Linked DNA regions of Mus musculus: regions 1, 3, 4 and 5 are each linked to region 2. Evidence: chromatin contacts called from public HiChIP or PLAC-seq and promoter capture Hi-C data. All regions are on one chromosome and are shown on one strand. The core of a region is the stretch at or near the end of the contact, and the rest is flanking DNA. Distances in the headings are between cores, read along the strand shown.

Region 1 (2,975 bases), core at 236-2,735, 1.1 Mb after region 2:
AGGAAGATGATGCAGCAGTAGCCATTTCTTGCTCAAAATCCAGGGCAACATAGCACAGCTTCTCCTTTATGTCACGAACAATTTCCCTCTCAGCAGTGGTGGTAAAGCTGTAGCCCCGTTCAGTCAGGATCTTCATGAGGTAGTCTGTCAGGTCCCGGCCAGCCAGGTCCAGACGCAAGATGGCGTGGGGAAGGGCGTAGCCCTCATAGATGGGCACTGTGTGTGTGACCCCGTCACCAGAGTCCATGACAATGCCAGTGGTGCGCCCAGATGCATACAAGGACAGCACCGCCTGAATGGCCACGTACATGGCTGGGGTATTGAAGGTTTCAAACATTATCTGTGGAAAGACAAAGAACACCTGAGTGAGTGAGTAGCAGGGGCCCTGAGCCTCCCACACCCACACTCTGCATGCTGCATGCCACAAATGTGATGTGTGAAGAAAAAAAGAACAGAACGCAAGCAGAAACGCAAACAGAAACCTGGAGGCTTCAGGGAGGAAATGCCAGGAGAAGAGGAACAGAACCCTAGAAACACCAAAGAAACGCTTGAATGTCAGGAAATGAGGCACAACACAAAATGACTCGTCACGCCCAAGGGGAGGCAAGGTCCCGGCTCAAGCATACCTGCGTCATCTTCTCTCTGTTAGCTTTGGGGTTCAGGGGGGCCTCGGTCAGAAGCACCGGGTGCTCCTCAGGAGCCACACGCAGCTCATTGTAGAAGGTGTGGTGCCAGATCTTCTCCATGTCGTCCCAGTTAGTGACAATGCCGTGTTCGATAGGGTACTTCAGGGTCAGGATACCCCTCTTGCTCTGGGCCTCGTCACCCACGTATGAGTCTTTCTGGCCCATGCCCACCATGACGCCCTGCGAGAGAAAAGGCCGCGGTCAGACTCGCCCCACCCACCGCGCGACCCGGGCCCAGAGAGAACACAAGGGAGGCCACTCCTCTCAACTAACCTGGTGTCGGGGGCGCCCTACGATGGAAGGGAACACGGCCCTGGGGGCGTCGTCGCCAGCAAAGCCGGCTTTGCACATGCCGGAGCCATTGTCAATGACGAGTGCGGCGATTTCTTCTTCCATTGCGATCTGCGCAGGAAGAAGCCCCGGAATTAGCGCAGCCCTCACCGAACTCAGAAAATGTCCTCGGCCAGGGCCGAGCCACCCCGGAGGAGTGCAGTCCCCACCCCGGGCGGCGTAACCGTCGGCTACCGGCAGCGCCCCGTTCCGCCGCGGCGAGGAGGGGCTGCGCATTGCGTCGGGCCCCGCCCTGCCCCCAGCCGCGGCTGCAGACCCAGGCCCACCCGTCAGGCGCCCTGCGCTCCGCTCCGCTCCGCAGCGGTGCGGCAGGCAGGGTGAGCGGGAAGAAAGGGCCACAGGAAGTCACTGGGCCAAGCCCGGGGAGCGGCAGCTTACCGGCGAAGGACGCGGCGGCGACGGAGGAGCGGCAAGAAGCGCAGTGTAAGCCGGCGGCGGAGTGTGAGACCGACCGCGGCCTCCCCCGCCGCTATTTAAGCGGGAGCGGGCCGCGCGCGCGGGCGGGGGCGCGCGCGGCCCCAGAACATGTCCATATATGGCGATCTTTCCAAAAGCCGGGCGCCTATTGGCCCGCCCGCCAGGGACACGTGGGGCCCGGGCCCGCCCGCCCCTGGCCCGCGCCGCCGCCAACGGCCCCGCCCGCGCCGCCCCCGCGCGCTCGCGACCCCGGGAGGCCCGGTTCTTGCTCGCGGGGGTCTCGGCGAGTGGCGTGCGTGCGATCGGCCCTGCCCTGCCCCGGGACTGCCGCGTAGCAGGGAGGGCCCGGGCTGCGCCCCGAAACTGCCAAGCCCGGGGCGGGCCGCGCCCCGATCTGGGGTGAGTCCCGTGGCCCCCGCCCCTATGTGAATCCTGTGCCCCGCACACCCCCCAGGACCTTTCTCTACAGGGTCCGTGTGTGCCTGGCTGGGGACGGGCTGGAGGGATTCCCGGGGGTCCGGGGAGCGGCCATCACATCCCAGTCACGTGGGAGAGGGTCACCAGTTCTTCCACTTCAGCCATGTCCCTTTATTGGAGGAGGGGTCGTCACGGGGTTGGGTGTCCCTGGGCATCAAAGAAGGTGGTGGTGGTGGTGTGAGTGGGCATTGTGTTATGCTGGCTTTGCGGGACACATTGTAGGGAAACTGAGGCAGGGGAAGTCTCCCGACTTTCAGGATGGTCCAGCCCCGCCCCCCGCGTGGGTCAGCTGGCGAGACTCCTCTCCACTGATTATGAAGTCCGGGTCAAACTGGTTTTGGGCACAGAATGCTTAGGCCTTAGTCCCCTCCGGACAGGCGTGGGGGGCGGGCCGGCCTCGCTGCCCTTCTCCCGGCTGTTTGGAAACTTGTCACCCTTAGCAGGGTCGTGGCGCTGCCGTCCTAGATGGTGCCTGAAGAGAAAGCTGGCACGGGAGTTAACCGGGTTTTATTTGTAAGCTTCTGGAATGGTTCATTGTGGAATGAAGCGGAGGGTAGCAGTGAGGTGAGGGACTCCAAGGTCACAGGGCACAGAGCTTGATTCGAGCAGGTACGGGGTGCCACTCCCACCCTATGCACAGGCGCTCTCAGGCAGCCCTGCAAGGTCAGCTCCCCATCTGAGACATGAACACAAGACCCAGGGGGACCAAGCAGCCTGCCCTGCTTACCTGCTGGCCATAAACCCGTGCCAACACTCAGTCACCTTTTGTGCAACATCAGGCCTAGAAAGAAGGGCGCTGGCCCTGTGGTTGTACAGAGGTGCCTGTCAAATGGGAGCACCACCCATGAGGGGGATGCAGGGCTGGACCTCCAGGACCCCACCATGAGCCTACAGGAGCTAACAGCTAACTAACACTTGTAGGTGGGGGTGAGAGTCGTGGGGAAAGTGGAAGGTTTCGGTGAGCACTCACACCTCTGACACGCCCATGGCTACCCAAGAAGTACTGCCGGGGGCCTGGCCCTCAAATCCGAGCCTTCTCTTAAG
Region 2 (3,023 bases), core at 223-2,722:
GGGGCGGGGGTGTGTCCTGGTGTGAGCTCTAACTCTGAATAGGGCAGAAGAGCTGTGTAGCCAAGCATGCTTGGTCACGGGACGCTCCTGTCTGTTAGGAGACCTCTGCAGAGCAGGGGTTTCCCTGTCGGACCCCAGAATAGGCACAAGCCACCAGGAACAAAGGTGAAGAACAGCAGCAAATGACTCGGCAGGTGTAAGGGGGGATGGGCGGGCCCAAGACAGGGTCTCTGTGTACCGTTGGCTATCCTGGAACTCACTCTGTATGTACACCAGGCTGTCCTGAAAATCAGAGCTCCACTTGCTTCTGCCTCACAGTGCTGGGATCAAAGGCGTGTGCTGCCATTGTTGGCTGCTGGTGTCATTTTTAAGAAGAGAGAAGGGGCCGGGCGTGGTGGCGCACGCCTTTAATCCCAGCACCCGGGAGGCAGAGGCAGGCGGATTTCTGAGTTCGAGGCCAGCCTGGTCTACACAGAGAAACCCTGTCTCAAAAAACCACACAAAAAAAAAAAAAAAAAAAAAAGAAGAGAGAAGGGGAGGCCTGTGTTAGGATGGGCTAGCATGCGGTGGTAAGGTTTGGTTTGGTGTATTAATTACATGAACCAAAGGGGGCTTCGGATTGCTGGACTTCAATACTTTAACAGCTGGCCCCTGGCAGTCAGCCTTAGGCGGAGGAAGTGGCCAAATAAGGGAAGAGACCTTGATGGCTAGCTTTAGGAATGTAATCTAATGTTTGTTTGTTTTGTTTTGTTTTGTTTTTCTTTAGCAAGGCAGAGGGAATGGGCACAAGGGAAAGATTGCCAGAGCCAAGCTCAGCACATTCAAGCTGGCCAGAGTCCATCCACCTTCCCTCGCTGGCCAGTCCTCTTGGCTCTCATTATCCTGCCTGCACACACTGTGCTCCGACAAGCTGCCAGAGCTGAGGACACCGTCTTCTCAGGCCTTTCTCCTCTCCCAGCATGGGATGGGGAGGGGGGCGTTGAATTTCTTGGTGTACATTGTTTCAAAAGTTTGACAGCCAGAGGCACAAATGCCCCTCCACCCCCCAGTGGTCCCAGCAGTACAGGAGAGTCAGGGCCTTGCACATGGTAGGCCAGTGCTCTACCCCTATCTACATCCGGCCTGCCAACTTTGGTTTTTGAAACAGAGTTTCACCAGGTGTCGTATGCTGGCCTCAAATTGTCAATCTTTCTTGCTGCTGCTTCCCGAGTGCTGGGATCACATGCCTGCACTACTACCCCGGGCTTCTGGCTCAATGTATGACCTGCATCATACTTATATCAAATGCCCCGGATCATTTACTGTTTCACCATCGTAGGTTTTCTGTGCGATCACGTGTTTGACTCTGACTCCAGGTCTGGGCTGGTTTAATCTACTGGAGCTTTTGCAACGCGATGACGTCCTATGGCTGCCATTCCAACACCTGCGCTCACTGTCGCCCTCAGCCACTAGGGGGCGCAGCGATAACACTCACACGGACTCCGCCGCCTACGCAGGAGGTCGTGTGACGAGGTCCGCGCGGACGAGCCCCGCCCACAGACCACGTGACCCACGCTGCCCGCTGAGCCTGGGGGTCTTCGGCCTGGAGGGTGATTGCGCAGGTGAGCTGGGCGAGCTGGTGAAGGCTGTCTCCGGCCCCAGAGCCTCCGGAGGAGCGGCCTCCTCCAGGCAGGCAGGGCCGACTGTCAGCGAGTTCCTGCTTTGGAGAATCGAGCAGAGACACGCGGCATAGGTGAGACCCCCGACCCAGGCAGCCACGGACGGTGACCTTAGTAAGACAGCAGGCTCCGGTAAAGTCCGGGATTCTAGTTCGTGCCCGCAGTACCAGGCGGGCAAAGCTCTGTGTGTATGTGACGCAGGGGGAAACTGAGGCACAGAGAAACCGAGAACCTTCACTTTGACCTCCCGTGTCTGACAGGTTGGATTTGGACACGCCTGTGCCTGGTGACGCAGCGATCCAGCTGCTTTCCAGAAAGCAAGCTTGAGGTCACCAGGTCAGCCGTGGCCTCTGAGTTCAGTTCCTTCCCATGTTTTTTTCTCTAAATTGTGGCTGAGAGAACGGGCCTCAGCTGCCTGCTCCCAGTTTCTGGGACTTTGTTCTAATGCGTGTGTTTCTGAGTTGCGCCCTGCGGCCTCCTTGGAGGGTCCTGGAAAATGCAGATTCCCACCCTGCCCCGCAGAATTTGAGCCTGCGAGTGTCCTTAGATGCTGAATCATGGTCAGTGTCACTTACGTCTGGAAGGGCCAGGTGGAGCTGGGCCTTACTCGGCAGTAAAGACAAAATGGGTCTCTGGTCTTCGAGCCAGATCCACACACTGGATCTTTCTGTGGCTCATTATGGTGGCTCATTATGGCCGCTGGGCACCTGAAAGACCAAGGCGTGATTGGAGGGTAGGAAACTGCAGCCTACGCAAGCACTCCAACTCCCTCAAGATGCTGGAGAATCACTCACCATGGTAACGGATTTCAGTCATGCCTACGTAACCGAAGGCCCACAGAACTGAACAGAGCTGGCTGTGGTCTCCAATGCCAGAAAGCCCAGCGTGTAGGAGATGGTGGCAGGGACCCAAGCCATCCCTGGCTTCATAGCAAGTTAAGGCAAGCCTGGGCTACTGCAGACCCTGTCTCAACATGGCAGCCACGTGGGTTCAGAGACCATCCCAGTTGATCAACACATTTGAGTGTTGGGAGCCTGGGAGCCACTCCCAACCGTTCTCCACCCATTTCTTCATTCTGGCTGTTCTTGAGTTACAGCTTTCAAAACCAACCAACCAGTAAATATAAGTGAAGTGCTTTTCTGAGTTCTGTGAGATAGTCTAGTGAATTGCCAAACTTGGTGCATGGTGTAGGGGTCCTCGGAACCACCATGGTCTATAGGCAGTCCATCAGAGAGGTATGGCGGCAACCTGGGGCTTACTGGCATCTAGGCGTGGCAGAGCCCCAGCCGGGTCATAGTTAACAACCCCCTCCTGGACTGGAAAACTGGGGAGCCACTAGCCGGAGAAAGTCACAGGAATTGTGGG
Region 3 (3,218 bases), core at 6-2,505, 1.0 Mb before region 2:
GGAGTTTGGCTCCACTAAGCCGTATAAGCTTGTTAAGTTCCTGAGCCATACTTCCCTGCCAAACCAGTAAAAGGTCACCACTCGCCCTACCTGCCATTCCTTCTTCCATTCCTCCTGGAAACAATGCTAACAACCACGTAAAGCATTTCAAATAACCTTCTACAACTCCAGAGACTGCACACCCTCGGAGGGACCAGAGCCCTGGCTGTTCGCCAACAAGCAGCAAGGTTAGCCAGGAGAGTCTAAATCGCTTCTGCCCTGGTGGAGGATGTGGACTGGTGTCATTACCCGGCTACCTTCAGGCAACAGCTCAAACTTGATCCCCTTGCCCGGTGTGGTCAGGCCCTGACTGACAGACCAGGGGACCAGGAGCTAATTCACAATGCGACGGTAGCACGAACCTGACCGACGTCCCCGGCTCAGAGGCCCCGGTCAGGCCACTTGTGTTCATCTCAGAACAAAGAGCTGGATGGGGCACATAACTTCTAACACCCCTGAGAGCCGGAAACTACTAGGGAACACAGGCCGGCCGGGCGTGTTAGTCCCGCGGCCGCTCGCGGCGTCTGCCACCCCGGTGACAAGCAGCAGGCGACTCGTCTTAAAGACTACGACCCCGGTCACCTGGCCCTGACTCCCCTCGGCACCCCGGGGCTCCTCAGCATCCTCATGACCCTCAGCGCTCCGGTTAACCCCCGCCGCGGAGACCCTCTAACCCCGGCGACTCCCCTTCCGGGGCCCCTAGACTCGCAAACCTCAGCCCCAGCGACCCCCAGGCCCGAGTAACCTCGGTCCTGGAGCCCGAAAGCAATTCCCGGTTTTACACCCGTCTCCGTCGGCGCCCTCAGGTTCGGGCGACCCCTGCCGTGACCCTCCAGGCCTGGGTGACCCACAGCCCCGGCAACCCTCAGGCTCGAGTGACACTCAGTTCCCAGCGACCCTCAGGCCCGGGTGACTCTCAGTTCACGGCGACCCAAAGGTCCAGGCGACCCTCAGCCCCGGCGACCCTCAGGCCCTCGAGCGTCTGGGCAGTCACCCCCGGGCCCTCGCACTGCCGCCACCCGGCGCTCCGCGTCCCGTCCCAGGGACACCGGCGCAGGCGGAAGCTCACGAAGGGGCAGCGGACCGGCCCCACTCACCATAGCTGTCATCGTCCTCCATGGTGCTGGCGACCGGCTCCGGCCCGCGACCGCCACTGACCTCCCGCAGCCCGCGTCCTGCCAGACACCAGCTCGCCACAGGCCAGCTCCGAGCCGCGGAGCCCCGCCCCCCGCACCGCGCCCGCACTGCCCAGCACGCGCCTGCGCACGCGCCGCCCGAGGCACCGCCCCCGGCACAAGGTCCCGCCCACAGCCAAAACGCGCGTGCGTGAACGCCCTCTAGGCCCCGTCCCCTTGAGGACCTCTTTAGTTTGCGTTTACGCAAGCGCGGCACCTAGGCTCTGCCTATCTATGACTCCGCCCCCAAGTCACGCCCTCTCTCCTTAGGTACCGCCCCCTCTCCTCGGGGCAGGGCAGTTTCGGGTTTCAAGTTTCACAAGCGTGCGTAGGCCGCGGGCGTGGTTTACTAGCCAGGGCCAGCGTCCAGCCACTCGGCTGGTTAAACATACTCAAGGTCACGGGTATAACCCGAAGGGTAAGGTGGCCCTAGCTGTATCCGCCTCGGACACCAACACGTCGAGGAGGAAATTACCTAAACTCATCTGTGTTCGTTACTTATACTTCCTACCGGCGCCAAGTTGCACAGGAGGACATAACTTCCAAATTAGTAGCCTCAATTTACAGGCTCTGCTGCTTTCTTCGGGAGGACCGGTTGATCCCCCTTTGCAGTTGTGGCCAGGGGCTGCTTCTGTGGAGGTGAGAGCATTTATGCGGTAGGAGGTCTCTGCAGAATTAATCAGTGGAAGCACCAACCAATGATCTGAAAAGGCCCTTAGGGAACACCCTGTCCTGTGAACTCTAGCCAAGTGACCAGCAGGGAGTGCATTGCAGCTCAATGACAGAGCACTTGCCTAGCAATGTGAGAGACCCTAGATTGCATCCCAGAGACCAGGGGAAAGGAGAAAACTAATTCCCAGACTCAGAGGGTCTTATATGGGCTGGGGCATCTCTGGGTGGTAGGTCCCTGTCCAGGATGTCCTCCACCACAGCATGCACAAACCCTTCTTACCCCAGAAAGGCCTGGGGTAGTGGTGCTTGCCTGTGGCATACCTGTTGTTAGTCTAGCGTCCCAGGAAACTGAGGCAGGAGGACAATATAGTGAAACTCCACCTCAAAAACAAAACAAAACAAAACAAAACAAAAACCTACAAATACAGCAAAAGAGACACTGGGAAGTTTTGGGACGGGTCTTCCTGATTGAAACAAAGACTTGAAATCCCCCATGCAGCCCCAGAACCAGCCTTCTACCCCCACAGCTCCCTCTCTCTGCAAATCACTGCCTGTAGAGGGTTGTGGGAATCTCTGGGCTTCTGCAGGGCATGAAGGGGCCAGGCCAACCACATGGGGAGGAAGGAGAGTCAGGTCTTTCCTTGTGGGTCCTTCTCTTCGCTGGATGGGCTGCAGCAATCCTTTCTCCCCCATGGCCAACAGCCTTAGTCTGTAATTGCTCAAAATCTCTGTACAACTTAAATAAATTTAAATTCCCCAGTGTGCCACCTTATACCTGTGTCCTGTGGCAGACATGCTGCAGTGGGTATATGCATATTTTCTGAGAAAGATATATGAGGAAAATTGACAGAAATGAAAGGGGAGGTGGAGAAAGTGGGACTTATTTTTTCTTTAAAGATGTTAACATTTTGTGTGTGGGGGGAGGAGGAAATGGATGAGGAGGAGGAAGAGGAGGAGGAGGAGAAAGAGGAGAAGGAGGAAGAGGAGGAGGAGAAGAAGGAGGAGGAGGAGGAGAAAGAGGAGAAGGAGGAAGAGGAAGAGGAGGAGAAGAAGGAGGAGGAGGAGGAGGAGAAAGAGAAGAAGAAGAAGAAGAAGAAGAAGAAGAAGAAGAAGAAGAAGAAGAAGAAGAAGAAGAAGCAGAAGCAGAAGCAGCCAAAAACATTATATTAAGGAATTTATGCATCTTGCTGGGGGTGGGAATAGGGGTAGGTTGGGGGGGGGTGGCACACACCTTTAAGTTCAGCACACAAGAGGCAGAGGCAGAGGCAGAGGCAGAGGCAGAGGCAGAGGCAGAGGCAGAGGCAGAGGCAGAGGCAGAGGCAGAGGCAGAGG
Region 4 (3,405 bases), core at 671-3,170, 1.2 Mb after region 2:
CCAGAGCAATACTGTTGCCAAGCCAGTGCCATTCCTGGCACTTATTTCTACTGCGGTGATGTTTTGCTTGGCACAAGCAATGATGTCTGGAAGCCTCATCAATGACTTCATTTCCTCCATGGTCATGTAACAGGGTAGGTCACTGTAGTTGAAGAAGCACTTCGTCAAAGTGGTGCTCGCCACAAAGTTGTTCTACCCACAGCTGCACCTCCCCGCTGCAGACCCTATGGTCTTGGCTGTACTCAAGTAGAGCAACCCCTTGGGATACCTTGCCCTTCATCCTGCCCAGCCCTTAGACCCATACATTTTATTGAAGAGTATGAGGACGGAGGCTTTTTCAAGTTCTTCTGCAGAAAGGAGACCCAGGAGCTGCATGCAGGATGCAGAGAGCTGGGTGGGGTTAGAAGCATCCATCATGAACTAGGGAGAAAAGGAAAACATGCTACAGAAGATAGTCCTGACCAGAGCCCTGTCTGGTCATTTCACAAAAGCACACAGACAACTTTTTAAGTGGATTTAAATTTATGATGCAGGAGTTTGAACCTAGGGCTTCAAGTGTAGCTAGGGCAAGCACTCTCCTGAGCTACATATCCAGCCCCAGATTGGCTTTTAAACAACAGGTTTTGGAAATAGCCAAGGGGGAGTTGTACGAGGATGACTGTCACTGGTGTCTTTAAGTAAAATTAAGTCTACTGTGGCCATCAGCTCTTCATCCCAGAATTTGATGCCCCTTCCTTCTACAGATAGGACCAACAAGAGGGATGTAAAGTGTTGGTCGTATTCAGGTATCAAGGCATAGAACATGCTGTGCCTTCAACAAGCCTCCTAGAATCTGAGCCCTGCTCAGGAAATCAGACCAATGCACAGTCATCAAAGACCCCCAAACCCGATCCCATGAAAAGCAGGGCCAATACTTGATGGTTCAGGGAGTCAGACAAAACTGACCTCCAAAGAAGCTTGAAGTATTAACTCACCAAGAGCGAATGGCAGTTTCCATAGTAACTGGACCAGATGGGGCTCATGCATCCCCCGAGCTCTCGGATGGTGATCTTCCTGTGGGCCACAATGTCTGTAAGGTTGGTGCCCACCTATGGAAAAAACCACGATGCACTGAGACCAGCGCAAGCGGTGTGCTGTGGTGAGCTTCTGGATGGCAGCACCGCCATGAGGGAGCTAAGCATCCACAGCCAGTGACAACTGCTCAAGCCCTCTGCTCTCGCCACCAAGAAATGCAGCTCTCTGGGGGCTCCAGGCCAACGTCAACCATAGAGATGGGCCTTGAGAGTGACGAGGGAATGAATTTCTAGGGATGGGAGAGAAAGGTGCCCACCGGAAGACGGGCTTCGGGTTCTCCACACTCAGAAGTCTAGTGATGGGAGTTCCTCTGCCGCAGACAGTACCCAACCTACTGACCACAGGCACCGCGGCTTCCATTAGAAGAGGTCTGAGGACCTTTGCAAGCCTCAAAGGGCATGCATGACCTGAGAGAGGCCGACACCTACCGTGGGCCGCGTCGGTGGGGGCTCTCCCAGGTCGCCTTTGCCATCTCCGGAGCTCAGCTGTCCCGGCGGTCAAGGGCCATGGCGTGGCAGAGGGAGGAGTTCCCGTGATGAGCGACCCCGGTGTGCTCCCTCCCCACCCTGCCTGGGACTCCCTGCCTGCCCACTCGGCGCGGAAGGATATTCTGAAGGCGTTTCACCAGCAGGGTCTTCCCGACCCCAGCAGCTCCAAGCAGGAGACACATCCCTTCCTCGGATAACGCGCTTGTACCTCCGAGCTACCACGCAATGAGGCCCGCCTCCGCTTAGCTTTCATTGGATAGACCGCTCGTCCAGGCTGCTCATTGGTTAGTCCCAATGGACTGAGCGGTCCAATGGACGCTCAGAGTCAGTGTGTAAGCGCAAGTCTCGCCATGGAGCAGGACTCGGGGCGGCGCGGAGGCGTTGCGCGTGCGCGAGCAGAAAAAGAAAGGCGGAAGCGGAAGTTGGGGGGCGCGTCAGCTCCGAAAGAGGGAGCGACTGCAGCGTCGGTCCGGAGTGGGGTCGCCATGGGGCGAGGCAGCGGCACCTTCGAGCGTCTCCTAGGTAACGCGTCCGCCCGTCAGCTCCAAGTCAGCTCCCTCGCGCGCACCGGCCAGATGCTGCCTCCGTAGGTCTCAGGAGAGCGGGCCGGCCACCTAGACCGGCCGTCGGCCTCCGGGGAGCACTGCACGGTTCCCGGGCCTCGGGTGTGGCCGCCCGGGCTGTACACTGAGTCCTGGGGTTCCAGTGACGAATGCTCTTTGGGGGTCCGTGACGGACCTCTCTTCCTCCGGGTCCGACGGTCCTGAACCGATTGGGCCAAAGTCCTGAGTCATGAAGTCATGACTCAGATCTTAGCTTCATGCGGGTCTCAGACCCCGATACCTTTTCGCAGGGTGGAACCGATACTGCCTTCCTTAAACCTTTCGAGCCCCTTGGGGAATGCTTCCTAGGACCTCAGCCTCTTGCGCTCTGGTAGTGCCTGGGGGTTTGAGAAGACATGTATTTCTCATTTTTGAAGGTGCTTGTTGATATCACTATCTGAGGTTCCTGGACAGTGTAAATTTTAGGAGGGAAAAATGAGTTTGACATGCATGCACCATTCCCTCAATAAATGTGTTCAGGAGCAGGCCCCATCCTAGGCTGCTCACTTGCTCCTTTTTGAGCTAAGGTTTTCAAAGGGGAATCTTAGATGATGAGATGTTTACCTTAGTCTCATATCCTGGGAGGTTCAGCACGTCAGGTATGAATCCACTAACTTGTTGAATGAGTAACAAGGGTGGTGTATCTTGGGATAGCTCACTTTCGTAAGGGAGGGGTGATCCGAGTGTGAAGAGGTGTTGGCTGGGGGTACCACTTGACATGGAGAAATCATCCCTCATCTTCTAGAGCTTGCTAAGGGACCCATTACATTACCCAGCTAAGAGGTAAAGGACAAAACTTCTAAATGATGGGACTCTGTTGAGAAGCAGCAGGGTATGCCATTTTAAAGTGCCCAGCAAGCTGTGACAAAGGGCATTCTCTACCTCCTTTATCTTTAAAGCAGATGCAAGTAGTACCTCTCTCCAGAGGGTCTGTGGGAACTGAGTGAAGCCGAGCTTGAGCTGACAGCTGATAGGGACTAAGTATCATTTCCACATTATTTGCTTCTTGCATGGGAGGATGCCATTTCCATGGTTGTCAGTGTACTTCAAGAGGATTTTCAGTTTGGTTTTGGCTGTATAAAATGAGGGATGTTCTTGACTTTTGACGGGCCGGCTCGGAAACATAGCTCAATGGACCCTTTGAATGGGCATCTCTTCCCTTTAGACAAAGCCACCAGCCAGCTTCTGTTGGAGACAGACTGGGAGTCCATTCTACAGATCTGCGACCTGATCCGTCAGGG
Region 5 (3,209 bases), core at 518-3,017, 1.3 Mb after region 2:
GTGGGCAGGGCAGGTAGCCGGCAAGGACACCGGCGCGGTTTGGGGAGGCTGGCCTGCGCAGCTCAAAAGCAGGGAGCGCCCTCAGAGGCTGCCCCGGGACCGCGGGCGTCGGTTCCCGGGGAGGTGGGGGGGCGGCCGCCACGTCCGCACTCCGTGGAGACACCGGCCTTGTCTCTCCCCGCTCAGGCCAGGCGACCCAGCGACACCAGGGCGGGGCGGGGCGGGGCGGCCAAGGTCCCACGGAGCCTGCAGCGCCCCGCCCCGCCGTGCCTCCGCGCCGCGCCTTCCTCACCTCGCCCTCCTCGCCGCCGCCGCTGCCGCCGCCGCCGCCGCTTCCAGTGGGCCGGCCGGAAGTGACGCGGCGCGCAGGCGCAAACGGCGCGGGCCACGTGATCGCTGGCGAACGGAGTGCGGCGAGGTCGGAGGCGCGCGAGGTCGTCCCGGAAACACGGGTGGGTGTCGGGGGAAGGGAGGGGTTGCCGGGCATCTCTGAACAAGAACATCGGCGCACCGGCCCCGGACACGCATTTCCCCGGCCCTGCGCTGCCAGCGAGCCCCCGCGTACCTGGCGATGGTTTTGTACTGGACTGCGCTAATCAAGTCATCATCACAGCTTGGGAATTATGTTTATTGAAAAAGTAAAAAGTATCACCATTAAAAAACAAACAAACCTGGAGAAAAAGCCAGGCCAGAGAAATGGGTATAGGGGCAAGAGGGTCGTTCCCCACAAGTCCTAACCAGCCTGGCTGCCTCACTGCACATCCAGTGGGCACTCTAGTCCTTGGGGCAAGGTGCTTGCCACTTCTCCAAGGAGGCGCAAGCCCCAAAGGGCTCTCCTGGCTCAGTCCATGCTGGTTCCTTTGAAGAGTTCCACCAAGTCTTTGAAGTCCGGGTCAATAAGGTCGGAGGGCAGATCGCCATCATCATTGGCTGCATCTCTGTCTGCCCCCAAAGAGATGAGATACCTGAGGTGTGAAGGGCAGGTGGTTAAAGCCTACTCAGCCCACTCCGGGGCCAAAAGGCTAGAATATTGGGGTCACCTGTTTGTTTTTTCCAGGCAGAGTGAGGAGGAAGAAACCTGACCCCTTGGAAGCTGTGGCCAGATTTTCCGGCTTGCTCTAATGTTGCAATCGGGTAGAAACTGCCAGAATCCCTGAGTTGATGCCTACATCCTCAGAGCCATATTTTGGGGGGGTCCACCTGGAGAGATTAGGATGAAACCTCTGAACCACATTCCATAGTCTCACCTGGCTATGTCAGGGTACCCATCACTGCAAGCGATGTGCAGTGGTGTCCAGCCTGTCTCATCCCGCTGGTGAATGTCAGCCCCGTATTTGACTAGCAACTTCACACACTCTAGGTTTCCAGAGAGCACAGCTTCATGCAGAGCAGCCAGTCCTGGGCAGGGTGGGAACACAGGGTCAAAGCTGTAACCCTCAGAAGAGGATCTCCCCTGCCTCCTTATGGACAGAAGGCCAGACTCTCAGTTATCTACTCACCTGAGGGATGGATAGTGTCTAGGGAGACTTTCCGAGCCCGGATAAAGCGTCCCACCTGCTCCAGGTCGCCTTGTCGAATGTGGTCCAAGAAGAGAACATCGTTAGGGAAGCGCACGCTCCGATCGGCCAACATCCGCCGCCTCCGCTGTCGGGGGCTGTAGCGAGCATAGCGGACCGTTCGGCTGGGCATCCTGGGATTGAGGTGGGCTATCTCTGTGGGTATGAGTGAGAAAGTGTCCCTACCAGACCAGATCTGTGTAAGCTCTCCTGCTCGACAGAACCTCGATTCCAGCTTATAAAGGGCTTGCGAGGCTATATAAAGCCACGCAGTCATGCTTGCAGACGCGAGGGGCTGAAACTGAGCTGCTCCGCGCTCCCTGAGCACAGGATCATGTTTAGTGGCTCATCTTTCAGCACACCTGTCACTATGTCCGGCCAAAGGGGTCAGATCCTTCCTGGCTACTACTCCCTCTCCGCAGCTGGACCTAGAAGGTGCCTTATAGAGGACAGAAGGACTAGGAGAGAGTCCATGAAGAAAGCTGTGGATGTGAGCTCAAGGGCATCAAGAGGGTCTAAGCTTAAAGGATGATGGATCACCTGTCTACCTACTGGGAGCTGAGCTCCCTCCCCATCTGAAGAGCACCAATCCATTGTCATTTAGGAGGTCACAGCCCTGTCCATTTCCCAATGTGTCACTCTCACCTCTCCAAGAGTAGATTCCCAAAACTGCCTTTAGGGTGCATCATACTGACATCTCAACTCTACAGACAGATCAACACTACTAGTCCTATGGGACTCACCCAGCACACACACATACTGCCTCTGTTTTCTGGACAGCCTATGGACTCATGTTGAAGATATCCAGTCTGATCCTAAGAGTCAGGGGATGGTTTCCATTATGGGTGAAGAAAGGGAAGGACCCCATACAAAGCTTCCTGCAGCTTCTTTGCCAGCTGTCTTGCTTTTACAACAGGTTCAACTGTGGTGTCAGGCGATGCTTGGCTTGGGGGTATGAGACTACCAGGTAGACAGAATGCAAGAACAGAGTTGGGCCAGAGGAGCCCAGAAGCTTGGCTGTGGAGCTACAGATAGCTCCCAACTCAACAGCTTCCCCTGCATCCCTGAATGCTAATGGTGGACTCTGCAGATTGGGTTAAGCCAGAACTTAAACCCTCATGGTTGCAGTGGCTGGCAGCCTCATACCAGGAAGGGCTCCTTCTGAGGTTCTGAGGGAGCCTTTGCACCAAGCTTACCAGAGTTTACCAGCCTCAGTCCTTGGTGTTCTTTGGCTTCTAAAAGTATCACACAATCCCTCCATTCATATCTAACGCTGCTGTCTACGCCTGTGTCCAAATCCTATGCCCCCACACATACACTTTTCTTTGTAACTCAGGCAAACTCCTGAGCATCCTGCCCTCAGTTACCACCTGCGAGTTTACGAGGGTGCACTACCACAGTCAGTTACCCCATTACTTTTTTTATTTCCCCCCACCCCCAGGGAAGGTAGTTGTTTTCCAGGTTGGCCAGTCCTGAACTCAGAATTCTCCCTCAGGCTCCTCAAAATTGTGCTAGAATTACAGGCCTGTGCTGTCACATCTGGCTCAGATAGCTCCTTACAAAGGCATAAATGTTCTTACAAAGATTTAGGGCACAGTGCACTACAATATGACCTTATCCTATTACCCAAACAGTCACATTGAAAAGTATCAA

Evidence for each region. Promoter capture Hi-C pulls out the DNA fragments that hold promoters and counts their contacts. HiChIP or PLAC-seq counts read pairs in DNA pulled down with a chosen protein or histone mark.
Region 1: a promoter capture Hi-C map of liver shows a contact between it and region 2, with 5 times the contacts expected there. The contact joins the promoter of Actg1 here to the promoter of Gaa in region 2. A contact is called at or near these places in 3 of 39 promoter capture datasets (liver and stem cell-derived epiblast-like cells) and 4 of 115 datasets of contacts at active chromatin or transcription factors (bone marrow-derived dendritic cells, large pre-B cells, pancreatic cancer cells and 1 more).
Region 3: a promoter capture Hi-C map of embryonic stem cells shows a contact between it and region 2, with 2.4 times the contacts expected there. The contact joins the promoter of Cyth1 here to the promoter of Gaa in region 2. A contact is called at or near these places in 3 of 39 promoter capture datasets (embryonic stem cells, liver and stem cell-derived epiblast-like cells).
Region 4: a contact with region 2 is called in a FOXA1 HiChIP or PLAC-seq map of pancreatic cancer cells. The contact joins the promoter of Arl16 here to the promoter of Gaa in region 2. A contact is called at or near these places in 1 of 39 promoter capture datasets (liver) and 1 of 115 datasets of contacts at active chromatin or transcription factors (pancreatic cancer cells).
Region 5: a contact with region 2 is called in a promoter capture Hi-C map of the C10 cell line, with 4 times the contacts expected there. The contact joins the promoter of Ppp1r27 here to the promoter of Gaa in region 2.

What each region holds. Positions count from the first base shown.
Region 1 is chr11:120,347,010-120,349,984 of GRCm38.p6, forward strand. It overlaps Actg1 (actin, gamma, cytoplasmic 1), which reads right to left and starts at 1,486. Exons shown (of 6, transcript NM_009609.3): 1 at 1,416-1,486; 2 at 960-1,088; 3 at 627-866; 4 at 1-340. The coding sequence starts at 1,082. It overlaps Mir6935 (microRNA 6935), which reads right to left and starts at 404; the gene lies at 341-404. It overlaps 0610009L18Rik (RIKEN cDNA 0610009L18 gene), which reads left to right and starts at 1,669. Exons shown (of 2, transcript NR_038126.1): 1 at 1,669-1,853.
Region 2 is chr11:119,266,491-119,269,513 of GRCm38.p6, forward strand. It overlaps Gaa (glucosidase, alpha, acid), which reads left to right and starts at 1,473. Exons shown (of 20, transcript NM_008064.4): 1 at 1,473-1,732.
Region 3 is chr11:118,247,303-118,250,520 of GRCm38.p6, forward strand. Cyth1 (cytohesin 1) reads right to left here and starts at 1,256. Exons shown (of 14, transcript NM_011180.4): 1 at 1,137-1,256. The coding sequence starts at 1,158.
Region 4 is chr11:120,465,680-120,469,084 of GRCm38.p6, forward strand. It overlaps Arl16 (ADP-ribosylation factor-like 16), which reads right to left and starts at 1,921. Exons shown (of 5, transcript NM_197995.2): 1 at 1,684-1,921; 2 at 1,503-1,561; 3 at 975-1,088; 4 at 305-420; 5 at 1-142. The coding sequence starts at 1,744. It overlaps Hgs (HGF-regulated tyrosine kinase substrate), which reads left to right and starts at 1,956. Exons shown (of 22, transcript NM_008244.3): 1 at 1,956-2,084; 2 at 3,330-3,405. The coding sequence starts at 2,048.
Region 5 is chr11:120,549,365-120,552,573 of GRCm38.p6, forward strand. It overlaps Ppp1r27 (protein phosphatase 1, regulatory subunit 27), which reads right to left and starts at 1,768. Exons shown (of 3, transcript NM_026814.3): 1 at 1,500-1,768; 2 at 1,248-1,398; 3 at 611-965. The coding sequence starts at 1,689. The coding sequence ends at 842. It overlaps Mcrip1 (MAPK regulated corepressor interacting protein 1), which reads right to left and starts at 363. Exons shown (of 5, transcript NM_001033231.4): 1 at 293-363.